7 separate regions of the Mus musculus genome follow, and regions 1, 2, 3, 5, 6 and 7 are each linked to region 4. The links are chromatin contacts, called in public ChIA-PET, HiChIP or PLAC-seq and promoter capture Hi-C maps. All regions are on one chromosome and are shown on one strand. Each heading gives the region's core, a stretch centred on a gene start, on an enhancer-like site or on the middle of the called end of the contact. The rest is flanking DNA. Distances are from core to core; before and after follow the strand shown. Region 1 holds the start of Pes1 (pescadillo ribosomal biogenesis factor 1). Region 2 holds the start of Rnf215 (ring finger protein 215). Region 3 holds the start of Sec14l4 (SEC14-like lipid binding 4). Region 4 holds the start of Nipsnap1 (nipsnap homolog 1). Region 5 holds the start of Castor1 (cytosolic arginine sensor for mTORC1 subunit 1). Region 6 holds the start of Tcn2 (transcobalamin 2). Region 7 holds the start of Xbp1 (X-box binding protein 1).

The links. Promoter capture Hi-C pulls out the DNA fragments that hold promoters and counts their contacts. ChIA-PET counts read pairs in DNA pulled down with a chosen protein or histone mark. HiChIP or PLAC-seq counts read pairs in DNA pulled down with a chosen protein or histone mark. Capture Hi-C pulls out chosen DNA fragments and counts their contacts.
Region 1: an H3K27ac HiChIP or PLAC-seq map of embryonic stem cells shows a contact between it and region 4, with 3 times the contacts expected there. The contact joins the promoter of Pes1 here to the promoter of Nipsnap1 in region 4. A contact is called at or near these places in 3 of 39 promoter capture datasets (embryonic stem cells, hippocampal neurons and liver), 2 of 115 datasets of contacts at active chromatin or transcription factors (both in embryonic stem cells) and 1 of 9 other capture datasets (macrophages).
Region 2: an H3K4me3 HiChIP or PLAC-seq map of bone marrow-derived macrophages shows a contact between it and region 4, with 8 times the contacts expected there. The contact joins the promoter of Rnf215 here to the promoter of Nipsnap1 in region 4. A contact is called at or near these places in 4 of 39 promoter capture datasets (the 3T3-L1 cell line, embryonic stem cells and hippocampal neurons), 1 of 15 datasets of contacts at CTCF or cohesin (large pre-B cells), 1 of 484 Hi-C or Micro-C datasets (embryonic stem cells), 4 of 115 datasets of contacts at active chromatin or transcription factors (bone marrow-derived macrophages, embryonic forebrain, kidney and 1 more) and 2 of 9 other capture datasets (embryonic stem cells and macrophages).
Region 3: a contact with region 4 is called in a promoter capture Hi-C map of embryonic stem cells, with 4 times the contacts expected there. The contact joins the promoter of Sec14l4 here to the promoter of Nipsnap1 in region 4. A contact is called at or near these places in 2 of 39 promoter capture datasets (embryonic stem cells and hippocampal neurons) and 1 of 9 other capture datasets (adipose tissue).
Region 5: an RNA polymerase II ChIA-PET map of memory CD8 T cells shows a contact between it and region 4, with 10 read pairs. The contact joins the promoter of Castor1 here to the promoter of Nipsnap1 in region 4. A contact is called at or near these places in 2 of 39 promoter capture datasets (embryonic stem cells and stem cell-derived epiblast-like cells), 2 of 15 datasets of contacts at CTCF or cohesin (embryonic stem cells and large pre-B cells), 2 of 484 Hi-C or Micro-C datasets (the Ba/F3 cell line and embryonic stem cells), 8 of 115 datasets of contacts at active chromatin or transcription factors (T-cell acute lymphoblastic leukemia, embryonic limb bud, embryonic stem cells and 3 more) and 4 of 9 other capture datasets (embryonic stem cells, liver, macrophages and 1 more).
Region 6: a promoter capture Hi-C map of adipose tissue shows a contact between it and region 4, with 4 times the contacts expected there. The contact joins the promoter of Tcn2 here to the promoter of Nipsnap1 in region 4. A contact is called at or near these places in 2 of 115 datasets of contacts at active chromatin or transcription factors (kidney and pancreatic cancer cells) and 2 of 9 other capture datasets (adipose tissue and liver).
Region 7: an RNA polymerase II ChIA-PET map of memory CD8 T cells shows a contact between it and region 4, with 5 read pairs. The contact joins the promoter of Xbp1 here to the promoter of Nipsnap1 in region 4. A contact is called at or near these places in 1 of 39 promoter capture datasets (the SN4741 cell line) and 1 of 115 datasets of contacts at active chromatin or transcription factors (memory CD8 T cells).

What each region holds. Positions count from the first base shown.
Region 1 is chr11:3,962,517-3,966,531 of GRCm38.p6, reverse strand. Pes1 (pescadillo ribosomal biogenesis factor 1) reads right to left here and starts at 2,557. Exons shown (of 15, transcript NM_022889.3): 1 at 2,472-2,557. The coding sequence starts at 2,495.
Region 2 is chr11:4,133,469-4,137,133 of GRCm38.p6, reverse strand. It overlaps Rnf215 (ring finger protein 215), which reads right to left and starts at 1,974. Exons shown (of 9, transcript NM_027859.3): 1 at 1,571-1,974; 2 at 1,177-1,320; 3 at 503-574; 4 at 337-422. The coding sequence starts at 1,861.
Region 3 is chr11:4,029,563-4,033,132 of GRCm38.p6, reverse strand. Sec14l4 (SEC14-like lipid binding 4) reads right to left here and starts at 1,351. Exons shown (of 12, transcript NM_146013.1): 1 at 1,234-1,351. The coding sequence starts at 1,287.
Region 4 is chr11:4,872,643-4,876,188 of GRCm38.p6, reverse strand. Nipsnap1 (nipsnap homolog 1) reads right to left here and starts at 2,238. Exons shown (of 10, transcript NM_008698.3): 1 at 2,086-2,238. The coding sequence starts at 2,183.
Region 5 is chr11:4,216,549-4,220,288 of GRCm38.p6, reverse strand. It overlaps Castor1 (cytosolic arginine sensor for mTORC1 subunit 1), which reads right to left and starts at 2,064. Exons shown (of 9, transcript NM_028022.2): 1 at 1,863-2,064; 2 at 1,271-1,341; 3 at 1-181. The coding sequence starts at 1,975.
Region 6 is chr11:3,930,229-3,933,990 of GRCm38.p6, reverse strand. Tcn2 (transcobalamin 2) reads left to right here and starts at 1,947. Exons shown (of 10, transcript NM_015749.3): 1 at 1,947-2,015; 2 at 2,404-2,598. The coding sequence starts at 2,535.
Region 7 is chr11:5,518,954-5,522,712 of GRCm38.p6, reverse strand. Xbp1 (X-box binding protein 1) reads right to left here and starts at 2,072. Exons shown (of 6, transcript NM_001271730.1): 1 at 1,513-2,072; 2 at 694-790. The coding sequence starts at 1,718.

The DNA of each region.
Region 1 (4,015 bases), core at 1,308-3,807, 910 kb after region 4:
GAGGCCACTGAGGAAACTGACCTGCACGCCTCCTCCCCGAGGCCCAGCTTTCATGGTACTGGGAGGGATGCAACCACAGTCCTGCCCAGCTGTGATGTCTACAAACCACAGCAGCAGTCAGCACGGCACAGTAAAGGGGGCAGGAGAGGTGTGAACACCAGGGCAGTAACAAACAATTTTCTACTTGGACTTAAGACCCTCTCAACATAGGAAAAGCATGCCCAGCCAACTACCCTGGGCTATGCAATCCTGAAGGAGAACCTACAACCACCACCTCACAAACCAGCATAATCCCCGACTACACTCAAAAGTATTTGTCCTTATACCCACAGAGAAGTATAGTCCTCATCTCAGAACTGCTGTGCAATAGAGACCATTACAGAAAACCACAACCAACCAAAACGCAGAGTTGAGGAGCCCAATCTCCCAATGAATACATCCACAGAACAACTCCTACACCCAAGGCTCAGGGATCACTGGGGAAGAAGGAACTGAAAACCTTCAAGAGCCGAGGATCAGGAAGTTTGCTGAGATTTGTGTCTCCAAGGATGTCAGAAACTACACCCAGAAAGTCTCTCAACATGGCTGCCTAAACATAAGCTGAACAAGGACAACAGACTTGCTAACATGGATAGAAGAAAGGCCAAGAGATGTGAACCCTACAGGCAACCAATACTGTGAGTGGGAGAAACAGTATTACCCAGGGAAGAACAGACCAATTAGCTATCCAATACCAAACAGTCAACCCTGACGCTGACACACACTGACTGACACACACACACACACACACACACACACACACACTAGTATATAGCAGGTGTATTTATGTATTTAGGAACATATATATACTATGTTATATAAAAATCATTTTAAAAAGAGGCCATGAATTTGAAGGAGAGCAAGTGAGAATATATGGAAAGGTTTGGAGGGAAAGGGGGAATAATGCAATTATAGTCTCAAAAAAGTAATTAAAGGGGCTGGGGAGATGGCTCCGTGGTTAAGAGAACTGGCTGCTCTTCCAGAGGTTCAGAGTTCAATTCCCAGCAACCACATTGTGGCTCACAACCATCCATAATGAGATCTGATGCCCTATTCTGGCATGCGGGTATACATGCAGATAGAGCACTCATATACATAAAAATAAATAAAAAATAACTTTAAAAAAAGTAATTAAAAACAACAAAGCAGATTGTTACCAGAAACTTGCAAGTCAAAGGAAAGACTTGAGCCCATCTCATCTTCTTCATTCCTATCCCAAAGTTACTTCATACCCACAGTCTCCTTACAGAAGCAAGAATAACTCAGATCAAGTCACTTACTTTCTTTGTCTTCTCCACTCAGAATAAGTTCCAGCCTCACATGATACGGCCCCAGCCTCACCTAGACAGCACCTCACTTATTTACATCTCACAGCCATGCTACTGTCTGTCCAAAACCCTGCACACCACCTGCCTCTCTTTCCTACTGGCCGTGGAATTCACTTCTGTTTTCTCTGCTAAGCACTTCTGAATGAAAAAAGAAAAACAGCAAGCTTTCACATTAATTATGATTAAGAAGCTTAAACTTGGGAAACAAGGTTGCATAGGAAGAAGAAACTGTCTCTAATCTGAGACAACAGAGCTAAAACTGCACTGACTTCTGCTTTTAACCTGCTCACCCTTTCCCCTTTTCTAAAGAAAAAAAAAAAAAAGGTCATTTTCTCCCTTGAGAATTGAGCACCACCAATATCACACGGATAGCAAGTTCCATCTGCTAAAGATAAAACTATCATAACCAGAGCCTGTAAAGGAACAAAAGGGTCATCCTAAAATATAAGATTGTGACAACGCCTAACCCCATATAAACCATCAAACACAGAGACGGCTAAGAGACGGCTGGAAGCTACAGCTGCACGCTGATATTAGTCTCTCCTTTCTCTGAGTGCCGAGAATTCTCTTAGGGGAAGGTTGGGGACCATCCACACTTCCCAACATTTTCATGCCCCAGACTAAAGTGTTCTTTAAGTACTGATTTCCACTAAAATGCTACGTCAGAAGAGGACCTACAAGACAACACTAATCGGATTAAGCGCCTGTTGATACTCTCCACTCTACTGCTCCTCCCTCCCTCCCTTTCTCAGGAGCGCACTTAAAAACCCTTAGCCACTTTATCTGAAGTTGACACTGGGAAAGCGGGGCCGCATCTGACTGCTTACTTCTCAATTCCCAGTACCTAGGACCGGGCCTGGCTCAATTAAGAAAGTCCCAAGTCTTGATAATGAATTCTACGTCCCGTTGGTCACTGATCACTCTTTTGGCGGCTCCGCCTGTCTCCACAACTCCTTCCACAGAAAGCCCGTCACAGTTCTTCCCGGCTTCCAGGGGCCTACGTGCAGAAGGTTCGCTCCGGCGGCCGTCTCAAGACTTCTCGGTCCCCAGAGGCCAGGGAAAGTGATAAAGCCGGAGCTCCGACCTCCGCTGGAACTCACTCACCTTCTTCTTCTCCAGACCTCCCATAGCTCCACGTTGAGAAATTCAAGGCAGCCAGAACACCAGAGCTACTTCCTCCCGCACGTGCCCTGCCTAGGGCCCTGAAGGACCCCACGCCGCCAGCTGAGGGCTGTCTGAAAATATGCCTGTACAAATCCAGAGAAAGTTGTGCTTTTGGCGACCTCGTTATTTACAACCAAATTCTCTAAAGCTCAACAATTGTGGTAGTTCTTTCAGTTCTTTTCTTAGTTACCAAAATCTATAGACAAGCTTTAAAGCAACATGGAAATTTAGGCAGTTTTATAAGCACCCTAGACACGGTTGTTTGAGCACGCGAGCCCCAGTGCATTTTGGGATACAGCAGGACTGAAGGGATGGGAGACAGACAGCCCGGAGCCTTCTGGGATTCAGAGAGCTCTGTAGTTTGGCCTCTAATCCAGAGATCCGCCTGCCTCTGCCTCCAGAGTACTGGGATTAAAGATGTGTGTCACCACGCCTGGCTGATGTTTTCTTTAAAAACCAAACCAACCAAACAAACAAACAAAAACAGAAATGCTCACTAAACCTAAAGCTACTAGTTTTTGTAATGCTAGGCCAGTGAGTTTAAGGGAGTTCAATTGTCATGGCAACGGTTGCTAGGCGTTGTAAACCCAGCTGACCAGATTTTGCCTTGTTGACCTTAGATTCAGCTGCACCTAGTTTGTTCAAGTTAGAATAAAATAGAGCAAAGGCCGACCTTTGACCTCCCACGGACACGGAGAGGGTCTAAGGAACTGCTTATATTTGGGGAATGAGTTGAGGCAGAAGGGACGGATCTCTGTGAGTCCGAGGCTAAGTTCCAGGACAGCGAGGGTATTGAGTGACGCACTGTCGAAACAAAACAAAAATGAAAAGAAAGAAAAATAATGGAAGGCATAGCATGATGGTGGTGCCTGTAATCCCAGCACACAGGAGTCTGAGGCTGGGAGAGCACAAGTTTCAGGCCAGCCTGTGCTAGAGATAGTGTTTCAAAACAACAAAACCAAGAAAACAAAACAGGACTGAGGAGATGGCCCAGTGGACAGAATTCCTGACATGCAAGCATAAGGATATGGAGTTCAGATCTGCAACACACACATAAAAGTTGTGCGCACATTTAAAACATATCATTCCATCTATAAAGATAATTTTTAAACTTATGAGATCTGATGATAGGTTTAAGTCAGTCTTAAAGGTGGTAATTTCATGTTTATAAAAAAGTTAAAATTTATGACTTTTTTATCAATTTCCTTTAAATTTTATTACTTTTACTTCAAAATGTTAAAAAAATTCTTGGTTTTCTGCTTAAAGTCATGTATAGCTGAAATGTAACTTTGAAAGATGAGTTTAATAAGAATGAACATTCTCTTTATCAGTATTTATAAGAGTGGTTTTGTATACTTGATACAGTAAGCATATTTATCTCTTTAAAAAAGAAACTGTGATTTCCATATGTTGAATATATATTTATACTAAAATAAAGTACCAAAATCCAAAAAAAAAAAAAAAGTTGTGTGCAGGCACTCGGA
Region 2 (3,665 bases), core at 725-3,224, 740 kb after region 4:
TACACAAGGACACTGTTGCCATAGGCCTTCTGATTTGGCTCCCAGACTTTTCCTGGCTGCTCTTTGCCCGTGTTTTTACGCAGCCAGACCAAGGAATAGCCTGTCAGCCAGGCATCCAGCTTCCTCATGCTGGACTAGTCCCCTCTGCCCATAGGGCAGCTCTTTTCCCAGATCTTGCCTCTCCTTCCCATGCCATCCCCCAGTTTCAACCTTAGGAGTTTAAGGGCCAACAGGTAAGGGCCTTCTTCAGAGATAGTCTCCTCCCCTAGAGCCCATCGAAAAGCAAGAGACCCACAGCACTCAGGCATCAGACCACCCAGAACAAACGGAACTCACTGCAGAAGGGCCTCCAACAGCTTGGTGACATTGGAGGAGTAATGGAGAACAATCACTGGCCTCAGCAGAAGCTGGGATACATCCAGCTGCAGGAGACAGGCAGGGTCAGCAGGCTTCCGGCCCCTGTCCCCTCACCTGCTCACCCTCACAGTCCAAGCCAGGTTACCTCTCGGACCACACTGTGGTTTAAGATGAGGAGAAGCAGGGCAGAGGCTCCCAGGAAAAGGGCTCGACGCATCTGCAAGGGAAGACGGAAGGTGGGAGGCTGTCACACACCTGCCTTACCCACGGCCCCAGCTCTCAGGAGCCCGACATCTGGATAGACTAGCTATAAGCTCCCTGAAGTCAAGCCAAAGCTAAGGGATGGTTTTGGAGGCCGAAGAGATAATGACAGCCAAAGGCAACACACGATGGTTGTGGACTAAGGCAATATTTAGTTATGGAACATAGATCACAACATTTTATAGATGCTAACTTTCCTACACCATAGTTACATAAAGAATATTCTTGATTTTAAGAAATTTGTACATTATCATGTGTGTGAGAAACTTATGCTCCTTTCATTCTGTAGGATCCAAAATTCTTTTCATTGGCCCTAGTCCTAGCAAAGCAGCTCTCCACCCTTGCCAGCTCCTATCACCAGAGCAGGTCCACTTTCCCCAGCAAGTCTCTCCACCTCCTCCCCATCACACTGCTTTGATGCTCCATACTGGTGTTTGCTGACCCACTCGGGCCCAGGGCTTCTCTGGAAAGGCTCCTCATAGGCCACCTGTTAGCCTGGCTCTAGCAGATGTTTCGAATGCATTTTCTTTCTCCCCTTCCCTCAAACACCCTTTGCACCTGCTGGACCAGAGCCTTGGGATATGCCTTCTGGCTACTGCCTTGATTCTCTTGGTGGAACTGGGCGACCTGCTCTTTGCCCACATATGCCACTGCAATCCAGCCATCTACGGGTATCTCTTGCTCAGCATCCACGACATCCATCTGTGTAACGAGGAGCCATGAAAAGAAGGAGGCAAGGGGAATAGAAGAGGCAGCCCGGGTCTGCCACAAAGCACGCAAGGTCAGGGTACGGGTACGGGAATGAGTGTGGAAGGGGCATGTGGCTGTCAGGTTTGCCAACTCCTGAAGGCTGGGAAGTAGTAGCATTCTGGGCTGTCAAGGGCTAGCTTCTGGATGAAGACAGCGGGGTCTATCCGAGGGTCATGGCAAGTTTAGGCGGGGCTGAGCTCACCAGCAGCAGGCGGCCACCCAGCAGAGGTTCCGGACCGTCTTCCGGACCGATTCTGACGCCCTCCAAAACCAAGGCGTCCTGCCGCGGCAGTTTCACATCCACTCGCACTGAGCGGGCTCCGCCCCGTCCCTCCCCGGTCGCCGGCTCGCTGCCGTCCGCCGCCGCTCCCGGGCCCATCAGGCCCAGCCACAAAGGCAGCAGAGGCAGCAGTAGCAGCAGCGGCGACGGCGGCGATGGGGGAGGGGGCGGCAACGAAGGCGACCTCAGCGCGGGGCGATCGGCAGAGCCCATGATCCGACCGGAGAGGTGGCGAGGCCGTAGTCTAAGGTCCCGGGGACCGGGAGAACAGAGTGAGCCAGGCCGCGCCGGACAGGGCGGGGCTCGGCACCGGGAGGGGCGGGGCCGCAGCCGGAGGGGGCGGTGCGGGGAGGGGGGGGCTGAGTTGGTGCTTGACAGCGAGAGCGCCTCCTGGTGGCTCCTGAGAAACCTAATGTAGGAGGCCTGAGGAGCTGCGATGGAGCAAATACCTTAGAGCCTTGGAGAGCTCACCAAGTTGTCTGTCAGTGGAGATAGGTGCGGTTGTCTCAGGATTGGAGAAATGTAGGGGCGAGGGAGGTATAAGGGTCTGGGCTGATTGACCTACGGTGTTGTCAAGGCTATGTCTCATCCTCCTCTGGGTCAGTGTTCTTTCATGGGATCAGCGAGCAGGCTGCAGAGAATCACAGAAAGCAGATGGGGAGACTGAGGCCATGGTTTTAAAGGAGCAGGGAGGAGGGCTGGGCACACGAAGCTGTACAAACCAGGCAGAGCCATAGTGGCACGGAGCACTGGGCTGTCCTCGCCTGTAAAATGGACTTGATCTAAACCTGCACTGCCTTGCTTCTAACATGATCGCCAGTGCTTACTGGAATGAGAAGGTTCCGCTTTTGTCCGAAAATTTGTCCTTCAGCCCAGAGGTTTGTGGTTGCTGGTAGCTGGCTCAATCTGAAACCTGAGCCTTTTACAAATTGTACCCTGATAAAAGGGCAAAGAGCTAATGAGCTGCAACACCCCCTCCCACTTTGTAATAAAATATTAAAATCTACAGAAAATAGAAACCTGGTTAGCCACCAGGATGCAATGACTAAAATATTCCCAGAAGGAGACAGAGATGTAGAGAAGAAGCTCGGCTGGCCTGCAAACAGGGAATTGACATAAAATCAGTCAGCACATATGTAAAATTGGTTGTCAGAGGAGGTATTGCACTTGGGGACCTGGGAGGAGGTGCTATGGCTTGCTCTTTGCTAAATCACAACAAAGTTAGGTACCACCGGGAAAAGACGTGAAATTGGACCCCTACTGCACCGTGCATAAGGAAAACCATGTGAATTAAAGACTCAAATACAACTTTAACATTTTAATAGAGAACACGATTTTGATGATTTCAAGTGCTTGAGAGCTGTTTGTTTGTTTTTTTGGTCTTGTTTTTTTTGTTTGTTTGTTTTTGTTTTTGTTTTTTTGTTTTTTCAAGACAGAGTTTCTCTGTGTAGCCCTGGCTGTCCTGGAGCTCACTTTGTAGACCAGGCTGACCTCCGACTCAGAAATTTTCCTGCCTCTGCCCCCCAAGTGCTGGGATTAAAGGTGTGCGCCACCACACCCGGCTTGTTTGTTTTTAATGACAGAAAAACTACATTATGATGGGCATGCCTGTAATCCCAGCACTTGGGAGGGTAAAGCAGGAGTTTGAGACCAGCCTATTATACAGTGAGACCCTCTTTAAAAAAAAAAAAAGATGTTAAATGACGTGTGTAGCAACTGGAGAGATGGATCAGTAATTAGAGCACTGGCTGCTCTTTCAGAAGATCTGGGTTTAATTCCCAGCACCCACATGGACTGCGAGTTCACAATTGCTTGAGAGTCTCAGAGGATCTGTCGCCCTCTTCTGGCCATTGTAGGCTACTGCATGTGTATGGTACACTTCATGCCTGTGCAGCAGGCCAACACTCATAGAATAAAATAAAAATGAAAAAAGTTCTTACATAGAAAATAGGGTTGGTAGGATGTCTCAGTGGGTAAAGCCTGGTGACCTGAGGGCCTGTGTTTTATCCCTGGGACT
Region 3 (3,570 bases), core at 102-2,601, 840 kb after region 4:
AAAGCAGCTGCATCCTCAGGAGCCAAAGGAAATTTTGTCAGGGGTGGGGGTTGGAGGGTGTGAAAGGGGCCAGTGCCCTGTAAAAAACAAAGCTATACCTATCCTCCCCTCCAGGTGACTTCTAACTCAGCCTGGAGAGAAGCCACCTTACAGTGCCACACTGAAGACTGTGTGTCTGAAGTGTGACCACAGTGGCCCACCCTAGCTCAGGAGGACTCTGGAAGGAAGTGATCCGGGGCAAGGCAGTACAGAGCTCTGGGCCGTCCTTAGCCTCCCCCTCCTTCCTCCTTTCTCTTCCTATATGTTTTAACATAGCAAGCATTTGTTACTTTTAGTTAGTGGAGAAAGTAGGAGTGGCTGGTGGGGTTCTCTATCATAGTCCACTCCCAGAGACCATGTTTCCAGTTCCAAAAGAACTCAGGAGGCACCGGGTGCCTTCTGAGACCATCAGCCCTGGGAGTCTCATCAGAGGGTCCTTCCTGTTCCACTAAGGACCCCTTAATGGCTGAATCTCCAGGTCCCCTCCTTCACCCAGGATTCTCATGTCTCCCTGTAAGGTTCTTCCGCATGGGAGACACTACAAAACAAGCCGTTCATCTCTTGTTCCTTGAGACAGTGTCACTAAATTCAGGCTGGCCTTGAACCCACAATCTTCTGGTCTTTGTCTCGCAAGGCTTGGGATTCCAGACTTAAACACCTTCAGTACCTGTCACAATTCTTAAGCTTCCCCTTCAAACGAGGTTGAATGAGAACCTGGATGGGACTCCCCTTCCTCATAGCCTTTCCCTTCTCCAGGTACAGCCTGCAGGAGGCTCTCAAAAATCAGACCCCTAGCCCCTCTATTTCTCTGTCATAATTAAAAGTAAACAAGTAAGTCTGATAGGGAGAAGACTGGGAACCCGAGCAACAGAAACCAAACCAAACACTGTTGCAATCTGGCAGGGATCTCCTAATCTGCCTGGCAGAAGTCACTGGCCTGGGAACAGAGGCCAGGGATGGGTGGTGGGAGCTGTGCTGGAAGGCTAAACTTGCAAACACACACACGCACACGCACACACGCGCACGCACACACACCGGCAGTTGCTCAGAGGTAGAGAGAGGTCCTAGCCCAGGTGTGCGCGGGAGGCGCTGGCTTCGCCAACCAGTCCCTGCATAAAGCTGTAGCCAATGCGGGCCGCTTGGGTTCTGCTTGGCTCCCGTGCCTTCCCTCCCGCCTCACCCCTCACCCCTTACCCTGGCCAGAGCCTCCTGCTGCTGCGGGCTCAGGTCCCCGACTTGTCCTCTCATGGTGCTCTCTGCTAGGCCTCAGCTGCTGCCACCTTCACAGGGCTTTACTTAGCAGGTCTGCTGCTGATCCCGCCCCAAGGGAGGCCCGCCCCAAGGGAGAATCCCTGTTCCTGCCCCGCCCTACCCAGTGCTCCCCTGTTTTTGTTTTTCTTTTGTTTTGTCTGCCCCAGGTCATCAAGCCTACCTTAAGGGGACAGAGAGGTGACCAGATCTCAAGAGGTGTCCTGAGAGTCTGAGGTAGCAAGTGGCCCTCACCTCCAGGTCTTCACGCGCTTTCAGGGGGTGGGACTGTAGGTGTGTGGGGAGTGGGTGTTAAGAAAGTGCTCACCTAAGGACAGGTACGTGGAGCACACACTTCCGGAGCCAAGTGGGAGTTGAAAATGTCACCACTTCTGAGTCCTTTTGCCCAAGGAGAGCCCAGCCCCCCTCCCCCGACCTTGAACACAGGCTGCGCTCCACAAATGTTTGCTGGCCAGGAGAGCCCTTATTTGCCAAATGGCTCCAGACCTCTAGAAGTTAGGAGGGATTAGGTAAGACCATGTCTCCTGTGTTAGCAGAATGCCTGGCACGGCACACACAGTTTCAACACTCTATGAAGGCCGTCAGCTCAGGCGGGAACTACAGGATGGCCCAGGGGTGAGCCTCTGGGAGGTAGAGGGTGGGAGGCAGCCACACTGAGTAGGCTGACCTCTCTGGGTAGGATGAGAAAACACAGGCTGCCTTGGCATGAATTTTCTGCAAAGCAGGTGGCACCTGAGCAGGGAGGAGATAGTGAAACAGGCCACTGACACCTTTCCCCTCTGTCGTCCCATGGATCAAATTAAGTTTTAGGTAGGGGGTGACCAAGCAAGGGCTCACTGTCCTTTGGACTATTGTCTGTTGGAGATGTGGTTGGTCAGGAACAAGTATGGCCTGTGCTAGGTAGAAACGGCAAATCAGATTTCAATGACTTAGCACCAGAAACAGTAACTATTTTATTCAGTTTTCCTACTGATACATGTATGTTCATATTATAACTTCAGATATTCTGAAATATACAAAATACACTTTTAAAAAAAGACAGGGTTCTTACGTAGGCCAAGATGTTTCAGACTCACTGTGTAACCACGGAGAATCTTGAACTCTTGATCTTTCGGCTTCCACCTCCCCAGTGAAGGGATTACAGGCAGGGGCCATCAAGTCTGGTATTCTGGGTAATTTTATATAAACTTGACACAAGCTAAAGTTATCAGAAAGGAGGGAGCACCTTTGAGAAAGCCTCCATCAGATTAGGCTACTGGCAAATCTATAGAACATTTTCTTTTTCTTTTTTTCTTTTTTTGAGACAGGGTTTCTCTGTGTAGCCCTGGCTGTCCTAGAACTCACTTTGTAGACCAGGCTGGCCTCAAACTCAGAAATCTGCCTGCCTCTGCCTCCCGAGTGCTGGGATTAAAGGCATTACCACCATGCCCGGCAGGACATTTTCTTAATTAGTGATCGATGAAGGGATGGCCCACCCCCTTGTAGGTGGTGACAGCCCTGGGCTGGTGGTCCTGGGCTCTATAAGAAAGCAGGCTGAGCAATCCAGAGCAAGTGAGCAGTCAGCAGCATCCGCCCATGGCCTCTGCACCAGCTCCTGCCTCCAGGCTCCTGCCCTGTGTGAGTTTCTGTCCTGACTTCCTTGAACAGCAGTGTGGAAGTGTAAGCTGAATAAACCCTTTCCCTCCCCAAGCTACCTTGGTCATGCTGTTGTGTCTCAGCGACAGTAGCCCTAACTGGGACACCTGGTTTATATGGCTCTGGAGCTGGAACACAGGACAAGCCTTCTACAGGCTGAGCTATTCCTCAGATGAAAGGACTCAGGGTGGACTCGCACAAAGTGCATTTATTTTATTTTTTCATAGTTTTTATTTTTTGAAACAGGGTCTCACTACGCAGCCCTTGCCAACCTGGAACTCACTGTGTAGACCAGGCTGACCTTAAACCCAGAGATCCTCCTGCCTCTGCCTCGTGAGTGCTGGAATGAAAGGCCTATTTTGTAATCGATAGATTTTCTTCTCTAAGGCAGTTTTAGGAGTCAGTAGGGGTTAAGAACTGTAAAAGGACATGTCCCTGGCTGTGGTTTCAGAGGGAATATTTTCACTGACCTACAAACCCTCTATGTTCTGCTTATTCTTTCTCCCCTTTGAGAATCCAGGTTCCTGGGCCTGGAGAGGTGACGCGGTGCTTCAGAGCACTTGTGGCTCTCCCAGAAGCCCAGACTCATCCAGCAGCATCTCTCAGGAAGCTCACAACCGGCTGTAA
Region 4 (3,546 bases), core at 989-3,488:
TGAGTTCTAGGACAGCCAGGGCTATACAGAGAAACCCTGTCTCAAAACAACCAAACAAACAAACAATAAATGAAGAAATAAAGGAAAAACAGATGATCTTGGGCCAGTGTAAAGGCACTGGCTGCCAAGTCTAACAACCTGAGTTAGATACCTGGGAGCCACAAGGTGACTTCCACACATGTGCCATAGGACCGACCATATGACATGTACATGTACATACACACACACAAATACAAGTGTTCATTTGCATATGCACACAAAGTAGTTTTTAAATTATGTTATGTGTTGGTTTTTGCCTGCATGGGCATCACTTGCACACCTGGACCAGGCCGGAAGAAGGCCTGGAAGTAGAGTAACAGGCAGCTGTGAACCAGTGCATGCGTGAGTGCACATGCGCTGGGAATCAACCTCTGTACTCTTAAAGAGCCAGTGCTCAGAAGTGTGAGCCATGTCTCTAGTCCTCAGAATAACTTTTGTTTGTTTGACTTTCTATGTAGTCCTAACTGTCTTGGAGCTGGGTATGTAGAACTATGAGGGCTTCCAACCCAGAGATCCTCCTGCCTCTGCCTTTTAAGTACTGGAATTAAAGGTGCATGCTGCCACACCTGGCCCAAAATAATTTTTTTTTCCTTTTGGTTTTTGAGACAGGGTCTCTCTGTGTAGCCCTGGCTGTCCTGGAACTCACTTTGTAGACCAGACTGGCCTTGAACTCCAAGATCTGATTGCCTTGAGTGCTTGAATTGAAGTCATGCACCACCTCTAGGCTTAAAATATTTTTTTAAATGTTATAAAAGATTATTTTTCTGGATATCCTTTCTCACAATGACAGAAATTGTTTGAGGCATAAGCATGGTCTCTTTAATCCAATGAGGGCTGGAGATGTCATTGTTTACTTGGTGGAGAGAGCACTACATTAGCCTAGCATACCTAAACTCCTGAGTTCTCTTCCTAGCAATAGAAAACAAGGCTATCAGACACATCCTATTTTCTCCTCCTACCCAAGGTCATCCCTCCAGAAAAGGCTGAGTTTACAAGGTACACTCTAGGCTTTTTTCCCATTGTCGGCTTCTCTCTCATTACCCAGCACGGAAGTGAAGGGCACGCGTCCCAACTCTTCTATCCGTGCTTTCCTAATGTGCACAGCGATCTAACGGAACTCCATGGCCACATTCTTGGGCTGGGGCAGGAGTAACGCAGGTCCCTTTCCACAGGTGTGAGGGCAGGTGTTCCACTTCTTTAGCTAATGCTTTTTGCACAAACCCTGTCCTAAAACTTGTGAGGGTGTGGGGCTGGGGAAACAGGAGAGCAGGGTCAGAAGTGCTCCGGGTGATAGGTGCAGAGATGGGGGTAGCACCGGGCGTGGCATCGAGGAGGGAGGAGCAGCCCAGAGCCAGTCAGGGGAAGGAAGCCAAGCTCTCCAAAGCCAGAATTGAGCCTCTCTCCTAGGAGGCCACCAGCCGTGGTACAAAGTGCAGAGTGCATCGTAAGACCTGGGTCCTAACATCCAGAGCTGCCTCCACATGGCACGGACGCTGACCTTGAACAGCTCCCACCCCACTCTGTTGACCCACCTGTACAAAGCAGGGTGCGGAATCACTTTGGGAATTCCCACCGTACCCCCAGTCCTCCTCTCCTTCCAAAACTTTCTGCTGGCTCAGAAGACCCCAGCGCGTGCTAAACCACAAAGGCCAGGCAAAAGGCTGCCAATATCCTCTGCCTTCGTCCGGGATCCAGGGCTCAAAACCTGTCCCTCCCACTCACCTCATTTTTTATTCTCAGCCCAGATCCAGGTCCCAAACAGGACAAAGAACCTGCCCAGCTAGGCATGGTAGTGCACACCCTCACTATCTGGGAGGCAGAGGCAAGAAGATTCCGAGGTCGAATCACATGTAGTACGAACCTGTTTAAAAACCAAAACCATCCCCATACCTTTTCACCTTCCCCATTCTTTCTCAGCCTCAGGCCTACATCCTGGTAGCTCTCTGCCTCTAACCCCTCAATTCCAAATCCGAGAGTCTGTTTTTCATTCCAGCCCCCTCCCCTGCTCCTGTTCCGGGCACGCAGTCAGCCCCGTCGGCCTCTCACCGCACAGCACCCGCAGCCGCGAGGTCCCCAGCACGGGGTCTCGGCTTCGTGAATAGCCGCCGTGCCGCTGCAGAGATGATGCACAACCGCGGAGCCATGTTGGACCGGAGCAGGTTGGAGGAAAGCCACGCCTCAGCCCAGTGGCTGGGGGCAGGACTAGAGAAAACCACGCCCTCCCCTCGCCAGCTTCCCTTTCAAACACAAGCAGGTGGGAGTCCCCCAACTCTACAGTTGCACAGTCCATACCCACACCTCCGAGCTCTTGAAACTCTGCAGCTAACTAGTTCTGTTCTCTTCAACGACCTTTTCCCCTCTGTACCTGGGAATTCATCTCGATAATCGCAGGGTTGTATGTCCTGGACATTCTGAGGATAAACTAAAGACAGTCTTTATACCCCTAAAATTGTTCACAAACTATGTGAGTTCCCTTCCTCCTTGGGTGCTGGAGGTGGAGCCCAGGACCTCACACATGGCTTGGCAAATGTTCTGTCTACATCTTGTGTTCTTCTGTGTCAAGGCATCAACAGACAATATTTGTCTATTCAAAAGAACAAAATCTATAACAATTTTTAAAAGAGAGAGAGAGAGAGAGCCTGGGGGGGGTCCAGAAGCCTCAAATATCCTGGAACTGGAGTTTAAAGGAGATTTTGAGGCACTCTAATGGGTACTGGGATCCAAACTCAGGTCTCCTCCAAGAGCTTTTAAAGGCAGAACTGTCTCTTTAACCATTTAAAACAGATGGACAAGACTCTGAGCAAGCAGGATGCTCTTTCTCCAAAGCCCGAGTGTGATGGTGCACTTAAGAGGCTGAGACGAACTGGGCAGTGGTGGCGCATGCCTTTAATACCAGCACTCGGGAGACAGGCGGATTTCTGAGTTCGAGGCCAGCCTGGTCTACAAAGTGGGTTCCAGGACAGCCAGGGCTATACAGAGAAACCCTGTCTCGAAAAACAAAATAAAACAAAACAAAACAACAACAAAAAGAGACTACGGAATTAAAACAACAAACAAAAAACATTTTCTCTTCACTGTCTATTCACCTGGAGGCTCTATATTTGCTTTCTCAGCCCACACAGAGATGGATCCCTTCTGATCCCCTGGGGGACACAGGGACAGAGACACACCAACGGGGGAGTGGGGTGGGGGAGGATGCCAAGCCACCGACTGTAATTCGGTGCAGGGGATTTACAGCCGGTATAACTAACTTCCGGAGTGCTTCAAACTGTGAGTCTGGCAAGTTAGGTCTCATCTAAGATCTTGAGACAGCAAAGGTTGGCTGAACAAGTCCTATCTGTACTTCTTGGCAGCCAAGGCCTGGTGGAGCAGACAAATCACTCCAATCACTGCTGACTGAAACCTCCAAGGCAGAGATGTTAGCCATGCCCCGCCCCCTCCATCAGCTAGGCTACTGGCAAGTGAGCCCCAAGGATCTCCTTGTCTATGCTTCCCCAACATTGGGAT
Region 5 (3,740 bases), core at 815-3,314, 660 kb after region 4:
ATGAAGTCTGTCTGGTATGTGGACAACATCAGAACAGACACATGGTGTTCAGCCAGCGGGGCAATGACAGACCGGGCAATCTTGGTTACTCCAGCAGCCTGCACCACGGAGCCACTGTGAGATACGTTCATCACCAGCCATGTGGCCTCAGCCACTTGCAGGAACTCGGATGGGGGTAGCTCTGTGGGCAGGAGGTACATGCCTGGTTAGTCAGCTCTCTCCGCCTCTCAGTTTCTCTGTTTAAACCTTGCCCATCAGATCTGTTTCCTGACAGACTCAGAGCTCAGGGCCGGTTCCTATCGTTTCTACCTTGGTGTGCATCATGCGAGCATTCTCAGTGAGCATTACTACTCCAAACTCACAACTAGATTCAAGGCCCAGATTTTTCTTTTTCTTTTTTCTTTTTACACCATTTTGCTGTGTGAGACAAGTGTGTTTTGGGGCGTTTTGTTTGCTTTGAGACAGCGCCTTTACAATGTAGATTAAGCTGAGATTTAACTTAAACTGATCTTATTGCCACAGCCTCCTATGTGCTGGGATTACAAACACCATTTAGTCTGTTTCCTATCTGCAAAATGGACTTCATGGGCTTCAAAGCACCACCAGAGGGCACCCAGTGACCAACTGATGGGAAAGCTCCCTTGCAGACAGATTTCCCTACAGAACAGGGAATCTAAGTCCTTAGGGAGGGAGGCTCAGCCAAACTCTAGGTGGCTAGCTTGAGACTCCAGGCCTTAGAGGATGGGGCAAGCAGGCAGACATGGAAGCCAGAAGTCATTTCCCCGGTCCCAGTCCTGAACAGGGACAAGGGCCAGGGTAGCTGTTGTTCACTCAGACTCAGCCAGGAGGCCCTGGACCCTGCTCTGGGCTTGCTGCCTGCCCCTGCATTCCTTCCCTAACTCTCAGCCGCCTAGGCTTCCCAAGCCAGTAAGGGAGGGGCTGCTTTCCACTGGGGAGACAAGTCCAAGAAGAAATAATGTTCAGGGTAAAACAGCTGCAGGAACCCCTTTATTTTCCCCTAAAACTGTGAGACACCATGGCCACCTGTGCTGGCCTGGGACTCATATTCAGCTCCGTGTGGGTTTTACGTTTATAAAACTCTCACAAATTTTGTCAAACGGTCACGACTCCATCCCACACAGTACTTCAGTGAGTGATGGAAGGTTTGAACCCGGACCTATATTCCTTTGGGGTCTAAGCTCTCTGGGAAGCTGGATCCCTAAACTTAGTAAGAATACTGCTTAGAGGCAAACAAGGAACCAGTTCCGACCTTTAAAGCCCTCCTCATCCACCATGAGAGTGTAATCTTCCGGAGTCTCAGTCAGGCTGAAGAACTTGCACCTAGGAGGAGGGAAGGGGTGGGAAGACTTTCAGCCTAGAGTGAATGGAATGGAGACAGCAAATGAAGTCTGCTCCAGCAGCACTAAAGGACCCCCCACCAGGAGCCTTCCGGACCCGCACTCGGGCCTCACTCTCTTCCTTGGATCAATGAGTCTAGATCCCATATTTGGGATCTCCCCTCCATTCCACAGAAGTGGAAGGCTTTGGGTCCCCCTGGACAACTCTCAAAAGTTAACGTGAGGAGACTAGAAAGGGGCTACAGCCTGCCAAGGAACACATGCCCCCACTACACTGCCTACTCCAGGCAGTTTGCACCTTGACAAGCCCTGGGAGCGGGGCCCTCCGGGCCGGATAGGCGGCGTCGCAGAAAGGGTAAGGCCCAGGCTGGATGATGGCCAGAGTGGCTAGCGTCCCCACCCGGTACCCGCTGCTTCGCGGCGACTCTAGTCCTCCGCCCCTGGCCCAGAGGGGCAGAGGAGCCTCCACCCGCCCGACCTGCGCTCGTGAACCCGGGTGCGCACCGACTGCGACAGGGCAGGAAGAGCAGCTTGATGAGCGGGTGGGTGTAGAGCCAGAGGCCCGGACGGGCAATGCTCAGTACTCGCACCCGGTGCTCTAGGATGTGAAGTTCCATCGCAGATACGGCAGCCCCGGCCTGGCCGCCAGCGAGACCTAGGCAGGAGGCGATGCGGTGGCGCCGGGCTTAAAGAAGCACCGCCCGCTACCGGTCCGCCCAGCCAGGGATCCACACTTCGGCGGCCACGCCCCACAGCCACTGTGAAGTGGCCACGCCTCCTCCTGAGCCCTGCCTACCGGGCGCTGCGGGCTGCCTTCAAACTCTGCCAAAGCCACTCTTCTAGCCCTCACCCATCTGAGTCCTTCAAGGACACGCCCCAGACACGCCCTTTCCGCTGGACGCCCGCTGTGTTGGGTTTGGGAACGTGCTGGAAGCTCCTGGTCCCCTCCCTGTCTATCCTCCAGGCTCGCACGTGGGCTTTATGGTTAAAGCCACTAAAACGCAGAGCCTGGCGGTGGTAAGTGTGTATCTTTAATCCCAGCACTAGGGAGGCAGAGGCAGGCAGATCTCTGTGAGTTCGAGGCCAGACTAGTCTACAGAGTGACTTCCAGGACAGCTAGAACTACACAGAAAAACCCTGTCTGGACTGTAGGAAGGCTGGAAGCCGGGCTGGAGCTCTGTTGGGGCCAGAGCTGTCCATAAATCTCCGGAGTGGGGAGGTTAGGCTGGAGACCCGCGGAACAGCTGAGTTGGAGCCTATCTTCCTTTTATTGCCGGGGGTAGGGGGCAGGGACTGCAGAGCTGACAAGGACAGTAAGGACTAAAGATCCCTAAGAATGGGGTGCCCAAGGTTGGTTTGATAGTACTGCAACCCTATCTTGTTGTTGTTTCGACCAGCAAAACCTGGCCGGTGTGGCAGTTTTTAGTCAAACAACTTCTGAAATAGAATGCTCCCCACTGAGGGGAGGAACCGAAAAAGGGTCCTCCTCTCCTGTCTAAGCAACATACTATGGACTCTGAATCTTTTTTTAAATTTTATTTATTATATGTAAGTATACTGTGTCTTCAGGCACACCAGAAGAGGGTATCAGATCTCATTTCGGATGGTTGTGAACCACGTGGTTGCTGGGATTTGAACTCGGGACCTTCGGAAGAGCAGTCAGTGCTCTTAACTGCTGAGCCATCTCTCCAGCCCTTACCCCTAGATTCTGAATCTTATTCCAGGGACAACCCTAAGTACCTGAAGTGAGAATGCCCAGGGCTCAGACACTGAGGGGACAGGCCATAGTATTTGAGGTTCCCTGGGTATCAAACCAGAGACCTCCCTGTTGAAGTTTTCTTAAAGCGTCTCATCATTTGCAGAACTCAACTGGCCTGAACACATCTAAATTAGCTACAGATCCAAGAAGGCCCCTAAGCACTGGCAGACACCCCAGTGATCAAGGTTTAAGAAAACCCCAAGGCTGAGCAGAAACGAGCAAGCACAGGTTGATTTCACGGCAGGATGGGGCATGCTCCAAAGGGCCCTTGTTTGGCCCAGACACTCGGCTTCAGGTTGGAGGCTTTAAACAAGGTAGTTTAAAGCAGGCCTTGGGTGTGATCAAGACCCAACAGGCCCACGCAGGACTTGATGCTCCAGACCCTGCATCACAGGCAGAAGGAAGCTGGGCTCAGTCCTGTTCCTGGCTTTGCTAGCTCCAGATAATTCTCATGGAACAGTGTGCAGCCGTCACATCCTGGCCTGTCCCCTGGAGAACTAAGGGGGTTGGGGGGTGCTTTTCAAAGGCTGAGCCCATTTCACCACAGCAAGTGTGAACAGAGTAGGAAACCACAGGAGTGAGAGGCAGGAGGTGGAGAGTGTGCAAGCTGCCCAGAGTCTCTG
Region 6 (3,762 bases), core at 698-3,197, 940 kb after region 4:
ACGAAGGACCTGTGGACTGTTTTTCATGGGCAAAGGTCACTGAAGGTCAGAGGGAAGGTGGGGTTGAGTCAAAGGTCAACCAAGGAGATTCTGGTGGACATTCAAAACCACCAGGGCTGTGTGGGAAGTCAGCCTCAGGTCTGGACAGCTCAGGGCTGTGTGGGAGGTCAGCCTCAGGTCTGGACAGCTCAGGGCTCCTGAGAGTCTGTTTTCTTAGAAACTGGAAAGTTAAGGCAGGTGTGGAATGTGAGGTCCAGAAATTCCTTCCTTGCAGCTCCTGGCCGTGGTCAGAGTTATGTAGCAGCCCAGACTAGACTGGGGGGCTTCATTCTTACTAAAATGTTTTTGAATAGCAAAAGATTGAGAACCTATGATGTTAGGGGAAGAAAAAGAAATCTCCATTTTAAAAAAGTCGTAAACCCTCAAAGATTATCAGTTATCGGGACACTATCCTGAGTGCATGGCCTCAGGAGAAGCACAGTTTCCTGGTGACCTTAGCACAACTGACTCCATGATGAAAGTATCATTCAGGCTGTAAAACTCAGCATGTAGACAGCACCACCTGCCAAAACAAAACAAAGACCTAGCCCATCAAAGTCCACAGTTCTGGGAAAGTCTGAATGTACTAACCTTGCTTTTTGGCTTCTCTAATTCCATTTCTGGCTAACTGTTTTTGTTAATTGAAATGTGTCAACCCAGGACATGGTTTTTGTGCTTCAAGGCTCACCCTGAGAAAGTCTAGGGACTACGCAGGGATCCCAGACACCCAGTGTAGTCAGTGCCGGCGAATAAGGACTTCTATTGGCTCAAACTCACATTCGAGCAGTCTTCTCTGGTGAGCACCCACAACACTGGAGCCTCTTCTCCCTGCAAAATGCACGTGCATGCGGACTTCCCGCCTTACTCCGAGCTAATTACTGCTTCTCCCTTCCCTGCCTCTCTCCTTCCTTCACTTCTTTCTTCCTTCTCCCCATCTTATGTCTCCCTGAGTTTTGAGATGAGGTCTCAGTAGCCCAGCCTGGCTTGGAACTTGGAATGATTCTCCTGCCTCAGTCTCCCACATTCTAGATATAGGTGTGCACCAAGAGCCATACTTGGCTCCCCACCGCCTCTTCTTCCAGCTTCTCTTCCTCCTTTTAAAGAGATAGGGTCTCATGGTTACTCAAGCTGGCTGCCAGTCAGTCCTACTTCAGTCTCCTGAGTGGCTGGGGCTAGAGGTGTGCACCCCACATGTGACCCCCGCATTATGATAGAGTCCTTTGTCTTTTTCAGTTTCTCTGACAACATGACCTAGGCCAGCAACAACACATGCATTACGTTAATTACTGCTAATTAATAACTGCTATCCAGGTCCATATATATCTGTGTTGGGTCTTAGCTTGTGATAATTACCCTGGCACAAAAATAGATTCTCTTGAAAGTGTGACCTTTGACAGTTTGCTATAAAAATAGTTGTAACAAACATCTCATTTGAAGATGACTAGAGGCATGTTACGGTCTCAACATCTTCACAAGTGGAACTGGGAAATTGCTGCTAGGATAATATTGTTTAACCCTCTCTCTCTCTCTCTCTCTCTCTCTCTCTCTCTCTCTCGAGAGAGAGAGAGAGAGAGAGAGAGAGAATAACTTGAAACTCAGAGAGGTCACCCATCGCTGCTAGATTCATCCTTCGAGTCTCCAGTGGGGCTGGGCAGATAAGCAATGTTTTTTTTCTGCCAAGATGTCTTTAAGCGACGTTCCTAGTTCAGGGCAAGTAGCCCTGCAGCCCTGCTCCCAAAGGTTTTGCAACTTGCTAGATTCACTTGTTCTTCAACTTTCGCTGTCGCCTCAAGGAAACCCAGGCTGTGTCTGGTTGATTGAGACTTGTTTGTCTGGGCCGGGTCCAGCAGCTGCCCCGCCTCCTTGGCAGAACAGCTGACGCCAGAGAGCTCCGTCACGTGATCACCACAGTTTCCCAGCTCTGACCCCGAGAGTCAAAGTAAGTACTTTCCAGGGACTCCTGTGAAGTGCACCCGGTAGGTACTCTAGTCCTGAATGTCTGCAGCCAGAGCAGCAACGGTGCGGGTGTGCAGGCAGGGGTGGGGTGTGTGTGTGTGGGCAGGGGGCTGGGATGTGCGGGGGGCGGGGGGGGGGGAGGGCGCGGGGCGGGTGTGCAAGCCGGGGCAGGGCGGACCCCGGCGAGCACTGTCAGATAGACTTGGGACAGATTAGGCACCAGGCTTTCTGTGCTGCTTCCGGGGTCTTTAAAGCGTTCGGGACAGATAAGGTTAGCTTTGAGTTGCCCCACGGAGTCCCTTTTTGTTCTCATCTGGAGGACAAGCAGCTCTGCCCTTCCTTCCTTCCTCTGTTCTTTGGCCTCCTGCCCCATAACAGACCTTTCCCCCTTTCTCTCTGCTGATTTAGCAGCGTGCTTCCGGCTGTTGGAAGGACAATTAATCAGTGAAGCTGCCTCTTCCTAAGCAAGACAACAGTTGCAGTCAGACAAGCCCTCAAGGTGAGACCCAGGAGTCTCCCACCTCCCACCTGTGCCTGCCATGGAGCTCCTGAAGGCGCTGCTGCTCCTTTCTGGAGTCTTTGGGGCTCTTGCTGAATTCTGTGGTAAGTAACCAACCCGTGTCTGGACCCTGGGGTGGGGGGAGAAGGGCAGGGGAGCGGGGATATATGTGTGTGTGTGGGGGGGGGCTGTCCTTGTCCATTGGGGAAATTGGAAACTGGAAGTGGGGGATGGAGAAACTTACCTGCCCCTCAGGTCTCCCACAGCAGTTTTTAACAGGACCTTAGTGCTTGGGCATGCTGAATGGACACGTGCCCCCTGTCCCCGACAGGGTCTCCCCAGTTCATCCAGCAGTTTGTTCATTTACTCGGTGCACATGGGGCCTCTCTGAGATAGGTTAATAGGCCCGGTGTTTAGTTTGGAGAAAGGGTCAGGAGTACACAAGACTTGTCCCAGCTCTCCTAGGGTTTATGCTCTATGAAAGGGGCAAAAGGGGTGCCAAATTGGGTTACCGTGAGTGATGCAAAACAAGTCACCCTGAGGCAACAATAGAAAGCCACGGGGGTCCGTCGAATCAAAGAGAAGGATGGGAAAGGATGTCCAAAGACTAGAAGGACTAGAAGGCTTTGGGAAGAAGTCCCAGAGGGAATGGATGGGGGGGGGGGGCGGCGGCAAACATTCCAGGTACTTGAAGGTTCTCCCTGACTGCTCCAGATAGTCATCCCAGGGCTATAGTCCTCCAGAGACCTCTTATAGATTCTAGGGACCTCTCAAAACGTGATTGTGACCTTTAGGTTATAGGTTCAGGCACAGTCATACCCGGGGATCAGGCAGAAAGCAGGGGTGTCTCATCTCTCCCCTTCCTCCCGGGTACCCTGATTATCTGGTCTCAGGTGAACTCGGGCAAACCTTAAGCACGGATCAGAGAGATGATGCCCCAGCTCAAGATAACAGAACTGTACTGGATCCAGTTCTTGGGACCTGAGGCTAGCACCTTCCATAGGTGCCTAGACTCTCTGGCCATGTCCTGTTAAAGCTCCTTATCCTTGGGTCCCTGGTTGCTGTCTGGACAGTCCTCAGGGATTCCCACCTCAGCCTTGAGCTGTTAGCCCCAATGCCTGACCACAGGAGAGTTCCTCCCTTCACCATCATGAGAACTTTGGGGGCTTGGGTCCCAAAGTTCCCATTGGGTCCCTTCCCCAATGCTGTGACTTTTGTGAAGTGAGCCGAGACTGTTCCTCCTTCCTTCCTCCTTGGCGTGGTGTGAG
Region 7 (3,759 bases), core at 823-3,322, 650 kb before region 4:
AAATAATTCACCATCCTGTCTTGAAATGGCAAGTGTTGGTGCAAGTGGTAGTGGTCCAATGGCAAAGAAATGGTGGCAGCCTAGATGCTGAGCACAGATGCCCAGAGAACCGTGAAAGTGGGGTGCACACACAGTGAGGTACCACTCGCCTGTATAGAGAAAGGAAACTAGCAGGGAAAATGTATAAATTTGGAAAGTGTATTACAAAGTGAGGTGACCCAAACTCAAACCAGGGCGCACGTGCGCATATAAATGGACGTAAATGTGGCAATGCCTAGAAACGCTAGAAATAGCTAAAGTTAACTAAACTTAACTTAGAAACTAAAATAACTCCCCAAAGGGTAAAAGGATGCCGGGGTGGAGGGGCACAAAAGGGCACTGACAGCAGAAAGGATACAGAGGGTGGGAGGATTGGGGGCGCGCGGGGGGGGGGGGATCCCAGAAGGAAGGGCAGCGTTAGTGAGCCTTTGGCAAAGACAGGCGGCGCTACAGCTTAAGCAACCAATGATCTATCCAACCTGGCTAATCTCCGAGGGGAGGGCAGGCCAGGGTGAGTCACGTCTGCTTTCACGGCCTATCTGCTAGGCTGGTTAAACTTTAAATGGCACTTTGGGTTGTATTCTAAAGGGCTGAAGCAGTTTAGGATGGGCCCTGATATGGATGGGATGAAAGCATGGCCTGAAGTCCCTTTACCTCTTCTTCCAAATCCACCACTTGCTGCTCCAGCTCGCTCATCCGGGCTTTCTTTCTATCTCGAGCAGTCTGCGCTGCTACTCTGTTTTTCAGTTTCCTTGGGGAGGAGACAGGGAACATAACTGAGTCATCTCCAGCTTTCATGTGTCTTCATTTGTAGACGTGGCCAGCTGGTGCTTTCGTTGACTTTACAGAATAAGGCTTAGCAAGTAAACACGCTTAAAGCTCCTATCAAAACGCACACGCACACGCATACACACGCTGCTTTCTATCCACAGGCCTTGAAGACTTGCTTGATTCTCTCCCGTGCGGCTGTCCACCCGGATCTCATTTTACCACCGGGCTGATACATTCCCGTTGCGTCATATGCTTCTTCCCTCCTCCCCCGCTACTTTCTGGGTCCAATTCCGTCCCACAGGCTCCTTGCTAGAGCGATATCCGTGAAGGCGGCGGGGACGCTACCAACTGTCCCTCCCCAAGCCAAACTCTCGGGATGCCGGACGCTGTGGACTCGGTTCCCAGGGTGGGGTTCCCAAGTGGCTGCAATGACAGCTGGAGCGGTTCCTACCCTACGACCACAAAGAGCGAGCATTTACAGAGGACTGGGCGTCGGGCACCTTCTTCTGTGCCTGTGTCGGGAGCTCCTGCACACACCCCCGACGCAGACCTTCGGAGGGGCATCCCCCTCAGCTCCGCTTCCCAGGTTAGACACTAGAGGTGAATCTAACCCACCGTACGGAGCCCACCAGCTGGCACACACGAGAGAGTCCCAATCCCAGTCCTGCCGCCCCGCGCCCCAGCCTTGCCCGCCGGGCCCACCTCCGCAGCGCTTTCTCCTCCGGGCTCAGGTGCGTGAGCCGCTGCCGCTTGCGAGCCTGCGGTGTCCCGCTCGCCTCCGACCCTGCTGCCCGCGGACCGGGTACCATGAGCGGCAGCGCCCGGCCGCCGGAGGCGGGCTGGCCAGATAAGAGTAGCACTTTGGGGGCCGCCGTGGCCGCGCTCGGCGCCGCTGCCACCACCACCATAGCCAGGAAACGTCTACGCCAGCGCCGCCACCGCCCCGTGGCCTCCTGCCGCGCCCAGCCTTTCTAGGGTCGTGGCCGTCCGCGATTGGCCGGTGCTCCGTGACGCGCGGGTATATTCATCACTTATTGGTCCTGTAGTCCCGGGGGCGGGCTCAACTCGGGCGGGGTGAGTGTCCAGCGTGGCTGCACAGCTGTTCTCCGCCGTGCAAACTGGGCCTTAGGGTGGATGGACGGTGGCGACCACTGGTTGCTGGAGTCCAAGGATCTTCGGCAGACGTCCCCACCCCGGCTGAGGATTGCCAGGCTGTCCTCTCAGGCCAGATTTCCAGACCGAGTCTCACGGTTTTACCCTAGCCCGACCCCATTTTAATGTCCGGCGCTACGTCCCCCGTCCCGTCCCCCCCCCCCCCCCACTTCCCAGTACAGCAGAAAATTGAACTGGTGGCATATCCGGCTTAGGGTTAGCGGACACACACACACACCTGGGAAATTTTCACAAAATGAGTCTTTAGAAAATGAGATGATTGCAAAACTAAATGTAGCAGGGTAGTACTCACTTGTAATCTCAGCACTTTATTGCCAGTTTGAGAGCAGCCTGGGCTACATAGGGAGGTCTAGCTAGGCCAGCTGGGGCTATAGATCAAACCCTATTTCATATAAATTAATTGATATAAATTAATAACTTTAAAAGAAAACACTAGAGCCTTGGCTAGCATGTAGTAAGGGATTAGTAAATAAAGTCTGCATAGTGAGAATACATGTGGTTTCGTTTTTCTTCTTATTTCTGATCTCTTCTGGTATGAGCTTTTATCACTGTTGTCTTTGTTTTGCTGTGCTGGAGCCAGACCCCAGAACCTAATGCTCTAGCACTCCACTATTCCCCTTTACTGTGGAACTAGAGATACCACTGAGCTATATATACCTCCAGACTTTAGTATTCCTTTCATTAGGGAATGGGAGTGAGGAGGGGGTGGAAATAGGTTTCAGGGGATGGGATGGGGTGGGGGAGAGTGTACTCTTCTATTGCTTTCCGCCTTATAAGAGTCAGTGCACTTGAAGCTTGCCCCTGAGGCTATGCTGGCTGGCCATTACACCTCCATGGTCTGCTTGTCTCTGCTCTCTGCCACTGGGGTTACGATCAGGCTCAGCCTTGCCAACCTTTCACCTGGGTGCTGGGCGTTTTTCACCTACACAGCCACCCCTACATTAGTATTTTTTTTCCTTTTCCTATTTCCAATAATTTATTTTTTATTCACTTTATATCCCAATCATAGCCCCCTCTTCCTAGTCCCACCCTTACAAATCCCCCCCCCCCATTGCTCCCTCCCCTTCTCCTTAGAGAATACCTCTTTGATACCACCCTACCCTGGGACATCTAGTCTCAGCAGGACTAGGTACAACATCTCCCATTGAGGCCCAACCAGGCAGTCCAGGGAGGCGGAGGGGATCCAATGGCAGGGAACAGAGACCAAGATAGCTCCACTCCACTTGTTAGGGGACCCACATACAGACCAGGCTGCACGTTTGCTACAGATGGGGGTGGGGGGGATAAGTTCAGCTCCTGTAGGTTTCCTTGTCAGTGGCCCAGGCTCTGTGAGCCCCCATGGTCCCAGGTTAGTTGACTCTGTATGTCTCCTTGGGGCATCCTTGACCCCCTTCCACTGCTCAGTTCTATTCCCATCTCTTCCACAAGACTCCCAGCTCAACTCAATGCTTAGCTGTGGGTCTCTGCATCTGTCTCCATCTGCTACTGGATGAAGCCTCTCGGAAGACAGTTATGCTAGGCTCCTGACTGCAAGCTTAGCAGAGCATCATTAGTAGTGTCAGGGATCCGCTCTCTCACATGGGATGGATCTCAAGTTGGGCCGGGCATTGGTTGGCTATATTGGTCTGCTCCATCTTTATCCCTGCACTTCTTATAGGCAAGGCGATTGATGTCCCCTTCTCTCCTCTAGAAGTCTTGCCTGGCTACAGGAGGTGGCCACTTCAGTCTCTATATCCCCCTCTGGTAGGAATCTCAGCTAGGGATACCCCCATAGAC